Regions from separate parts of the Danio rerio genome. Here region 2 is linked to region 1. The links are chromatin contacts, called in public HiCAR-type maps. All regions are on one chromosome and are shown on one strand. The core of a region is the stretch at or near the end of the contact, and the rest is flanking DNA. Distances in the headings are between cores, read along the strand shown.

Region 1 (2,786 bases), core at 182-2,681:
TGGCATTTCTGGCCATGTTAGCATCAAACATTAGCCAGCTGCCAACTTTAGTATATTTTTTGGGATGCGTTAGGCAAAGAAATATGGTTAATTAATTGTCTATTAGGGTTATATTTTGTGGTTGATCTTGAAATGCTCAAAACTTTGTTGACCTCTAATAAATTAATTATAGAATACAAATACAAAAAAAATATATGTAATATAACATTTTTATAAATAAATATATTTAAAATATAACATTATTTTTTATGAATGTAGTTTACAGTATTCTAAAAAATACTGATATTATGATTGCAGATCAGATTGGCGTGTCTAGATATGCAATCTATGTTATTCTGTATATATGAACAACTTTAAAATAAAATATTACATAAAAAACATAAATGCATAATAAAGTTAAAAGTGCAAGATGTAAAAATAAAACTACATTTTTTAAATTAGTATCTCCAAACAACCTAAATGAAATATAGAAGAATGTAGAATTAAAAAATAAGCATATACAACAAATAATCACATATTAATAAACAGAAAATAAACAAAACATTGTAAAACTTTAACATACATTTATATTTTCTTAAATATTAACAGAAAAATTCATTTAAAAAGATTAAAAAAACTTCTTTAGGTTCTCAAAACTGTACAATCTTTATAAAAGAAGTCAAAAATTGTATAATTATATCTTTACCGTCTAATATTCACAATGTAGAACCCCTGAAAATGTTTAATTCATCTAGTTTACTTAAAACTTACTTTTTAGAGTAGATTTTATTTGATTGTATTTGACTTCTTTTTTTTAGAATTGTTAGATTCGTTATATGTCTGTAAAGTGTCTTGAGATGCTACTTTTTAAAGGCACTATATAAAAATAAAGTTTAAAAAGTTTCATGTAAAATTTCAAGTGTTTTTTCTACAATAAAAAAATGTTTATTATATATATATATATATATATATATATATATATATATATATATATATATATATATATCAAATAAATGTATAAATGACTACATTTTAATAATTCATAATATTATAGTGTTGTACCATTATAAAAAACTGTTTTATTAAATATTTTCCAGTGCATAAAAAAATCACTACTGTTGAAAAAACTTTTTCTTTTAGCACAAAGATATTCAACCACCTAAATCTATACACAGAGCGATTTAAAAGAGATACAGCTCTGTCTCGAGTTAATCTGAGTTCACAGCTGACTATTTAAAGCACAGCTGATTTACAAATATATATATTTAAACATCCAGCGGCCTCAGCACTTCACTACTGAATGACAAGCTCACCGGAAACAACTGACTTGTTTTTCTTCTTCTTCCTCTTTTTCTTCTTGGCTGGGTCTTCGGCTTCTCGTTCCCCGTTAACGATCAGTGTGTCCATTACCGGCGGCACCGGCAGCCCGTTCGCTTCCATGACTGCGGACTCGAGTGGACAGAGACCGATGCATTGTGGGAGGTGCAGAGAAAAGCTGCCGAATCAGCTGGTCGCATGACGCGGAATGCGAAATTATACAGTCCTACTATGGCGAAGAATCAGCTCATGAATATTAGCCTACCTAGAAAACGCTGGCTCTGAGAATCCAGAAAAGTGATTTAGTTAATATTTATAAACATGCCTTCGCTAACAGAGTCGTTTATTCGCCAGCTGATGAGCGCGCCGTGCTACTTAGCCTATCCGATAGGTTCATTGTGTTAACGTCATTGCATATAGTTAATAGTCAAAAATCACCCTTGTTCCCTAATGTTTTTTTTAAGTGACGAGCGGAATATTAATGAGGGAAATCCATTCAGAGAAAGTGCTTCACAGTGCAGGTTTATTTTTTAACTTGCAAAGTATTCATTCCATATTCATATGCTGACGTTGCTATAATGTGTAAGCAAGACTTTTAAGCAATTAGTTTGTGTCATGTTTTACAGTAAAACAATAATAGAATGAATATTACAGATAAGAAATACTGTGTTACCAATGAAATACTATAAAATAAGTGATTTTAAAATAAACATAGTGAATGAGTAAATATTACTATATAAATAATATGCATAATGTATAGGACATAAAACGTAGTCCTATATAGAGTGTAGAGTATAATAGTAGCTCTGTATTTGAAAATATTTTATAATAATATGAATAATACATAATAGTTATATATTATTACTATATTTATTTTCTTGTAGTAATGATAAAGTAAATTATTTGAAAATATTTCATAATAGTCATTATGCTTTTTATTATGAGCAACTGGTATATTAGGGATGCTCCGATCGATTGCCCGAGGATTGGCATCGGCCGATAATCACATTTAATGAGTCGCCAATCTGGCTTATTTTATGAACCGATTGCAGGTGTTTGTTTATGAGTTTACAAGCAGAGGAAGACGCACATGCGTACCTGAGTTATACGGAGAGCAGCACTACAACATGTGAGGCGGTAAATGATGCGTAAGGACATAAGCGATTGCTGCATATGCATCACAGCAGCTAAAATATATACAGATGTGGTGCAACCTCTGTTTATACAGTTTATTGGCATCGTGAGGAAAGATCTCTTTGTTTCAACACTATATATCCAGTGTTTTGAGCTGCTGGGACGCGAGCAGAGCAATCAGCCCAATCTTGTTTCCAACCGTATGACCTCTCCTGGAAGCTCCATGAGTCTCCCCTACATATTATCTATTATTTTCTGTAAAGCTGCTTCTGTCCACATTAAATGTTTAGAAGAGACATGTTTAAGATTATATGCAGTAAAAATGTATAGGATTATATGAAGCATTCTTAATTTAT
Region 2 (2,836 bases), core at 164-2,663, 97 kb before region 1:
TTCCTCATAAATGTGAAAATATGAAATTAAATTAAACCAATGAATTATGTTTTACAGAGAGCCAACTTATGTCCTTTTGATTAATATTGTTTCTTTTGGGTTGTGCAGTTTAATTCACAGAATTTCTACAAAGTATGTTGTTTACTGTAAACCTGGAGACTTTTTTGTCACATCCGTAACGCATGCTTATATTCCTCATTTTAAGTACAAAACATGTATACAGATTGATATTTTTCTGGTCTCTTAACTCTGTGGTCAGTTGCTCTGGAAAATAAAAACAAAATTTTCAATATAATGTAAACTTATACTTTCTATGCGATTTTATGTTTTGAGTTTTTACTGCAAATGTCACATCCATAACGCTGGAATTGCTTTACTATATTATATATATATATATATATATATATATATATATATTAAGAAATTGTTTGAAAATACATAAATTTTATGATGAAAAAATACTTGTAAATAAATAAATAAATAAATAAATAAGATAATTACATCACATCTTGTAGATTTCACAAATAAAAATAATAACATATGCATTAAGCTGCATATTTTTATTCAGTTTTTAATACAACATTTTATACAATTTTAAAAAGTCTTAAAGTTTCATAATCTTACAATATTTTATACAATGGCCAGATACCAAAACTATTACAAACATAATACACGTTTTCAACTTAAAATATATTGTCTACGAGATTGGGCTAGCTTTTGTAACTTTTAACTATTAACAATTAATTATAACTATTTGATATGTTTATACTGAGTTTATACAGATTATTTTGATAACACTTTGACATTATGCAAAACTGTTACAGTGACCGCATAACTGTTATTTGTCTATATGCAAAAATATTAATAATCTACTATATAATACAAACATAAAACACATTTTCAATTTACAATATTTTGTCTACGTTTTTACCATTAGACTATGGCTAGTTTTTGTAACTATAAACGCTTAATTATAACTATATTTTCATGTTTATGCTATGTTGATAGGGATTCTTTTTGGTAACACTTTGACATTGTCACCGTGACCGTAATTTCTTTACATTCAAAAATAATAAACCACTTGCTTTCATAAAATCTACCATGATTAATACTAGTTTTAAATCAGACACAGTTTTATGTGAAACGTTGAAGAATTCATCACAAATAAAGCATAATGTAAACAGTGGACGGTAGCTGTATAGCCTGATAAGGATCTTGATCATTTTGCTTTAGTATGCTATCAGACTGGTGTAAATAAACCGGTAACGAAAAAATAAATGTCGTCGAAAAAAAACACGCATCATATAAGCGTTAGTTTGTACCTGGCAGCTGCTTATTTTCTCTGAAACATGTTTGACTGTTCAGCCTTCTAAACCGCGGAGTCAAATCCACCGCCATCGCGGCATCGGAAATGACGTCACCGGTTCAGCTCAATCTGTAACGTTCATCGATGTGACGGAGCTCTGATCTGAGTTCAGCTGCAGTTTTCTGTGCCTACGGTGGATTCTGTCTGTTTGGTGTGAAAAATCTGATCCCAGATCCATGTTCTGCCACTGCTGTGCTGCCAAAGTCAGCTCATACGCAGTTACAATTTCGACACCCCAGTCTCTTTTAGAGTAGTTTTTCTAGATTTAATTTGCCATTGACACCATCATAAAACGCAAAAGGCATCAACTCTTTATTATTTATCACTATTCTTTATATATTTGGTTTGTTTAAACCGATTTTGAATTACTTATTTGAATATTAATAATACATTTTTGAGTTATTATATAATTGTAACAATTTGAATATTTGAATAAACTTTTATGTATTTGTTATTTAATGTAATACAAATGTCTTTCAAATTTGAAATCATTGTTTTTTCTTATTACAGTTATCACTTTTCTGAAGGAATAAAATTACTTTTTAAATTTTTAATTTAGATGAAAAGGTTATTAGATTTATAAAATAAAAAATAAAGGCAGAAAAACATAAATGTCAAGTGTTTTCTTTGTCATAGCTGTACATAATGTTTTGTTTGAGCCTATACTGTAGTCAAAATTATTTAGAAATGTATTATGCATTATTGTATTCAATTATATTGACGATAAACTTTTACATATAACCATTATACATGGAATAATTGTTCATTTCACAGCAGTTTTGTTTCCACTCTAGGTGATTGTGAAAGTGTTGCGGTTGGTGACTGCGGTGTTATTGTCCCGTAAACACAAAACTGGTTCACAATAATCACGTGTTTCTTCTCACAGCATCTGTTTCTTAAATCTGCAGCTTTATTTTGGGGTATTATTAAACGAGCCTCTTTTGTTTTGAACGGTCAGTGGACTCACTCGCATGTCCTCTCCGGAGTGACGTCACGGAGGGACACTCCACGCGACAAGTGTGTAGACAAGATGGCGCTTGCTGTTGTGCCACAGAAGTAACCAGTGCTTGACGAAAAATCAGGTTAGTAAAATATCACCTTTTAAAAACAACTCCCACCGCATCGGGTTTACATTGGCGGCGGAAATCAAACGCCATCAGTATATTTCAACCGTTAAGCATGCTAGTCTTACTCCAGTCTTGTGTGATTTTAGCATTAGCACACTAGCATCTCGTGTGCTTGTTAACTTTCCTCTATAACAGGCTTAATAGAGATACTGAACTAGCTGAGCCGCTCTGAACTCAGCAGCTAAACCGGTTAGATCTTTAAAACTAGGAAGATGATGGAGGTGGTTAAGCTTAGCAGCATTCGCCATTCGCGCGCCTAAACGCCTTCAAAGTCAACCTGGTAGTTTAACTAGTTAAATGAGATCAACACGACTGCACATATTCGTTTAATCACTACCTTATA

What was found. HiCAR-type assays count read pairs that join an accessible place to other places.
Region 2: a contact with region 1 is called in a HiCAR-type map of caudal fin, with 6 times the contacts expected there. The contact joins the promoter of si:ch211-265o23.1 here to the promoter of metap2a in region 1. A contact is called at or near these places in 2 of 4 datasets of contacts at active chromatin or transcription factors (caudal fin and embryo).

The regions. Positions count from the first base shown.
Region 1 is chr4:26,603,365-26,606,150 of GRCz12tu, reverse strand. metap2a (methionyl aminopeptidase 2a) reads right to left here and starts at 1,431. Exons shown (of 11, transcript NM_001100054.1): 1 at 1,293-1,431. The coding sequence starts at 1,419. The region is part of intron 3 of LOC137491554 (a long non-coding RNA gene); the gene reads left to right.
Region 2 is chr4:26,700,497-26,703,332 of GRCz12tu, reverse strand. It overlaps si:ch211-265o23.1, which reads right to left and starts at 1,413. Exons shown (of 9, transcript XM_003198282.7): 1 at 1,323-1,413. The coding sequence starts at 1,398. usp44 (ubiquitin specific peptidase 44) reads left to right here and starts at 2,416. Exons shown (of 7, transcript NM_200257.1): 1 at 2,416-2,448.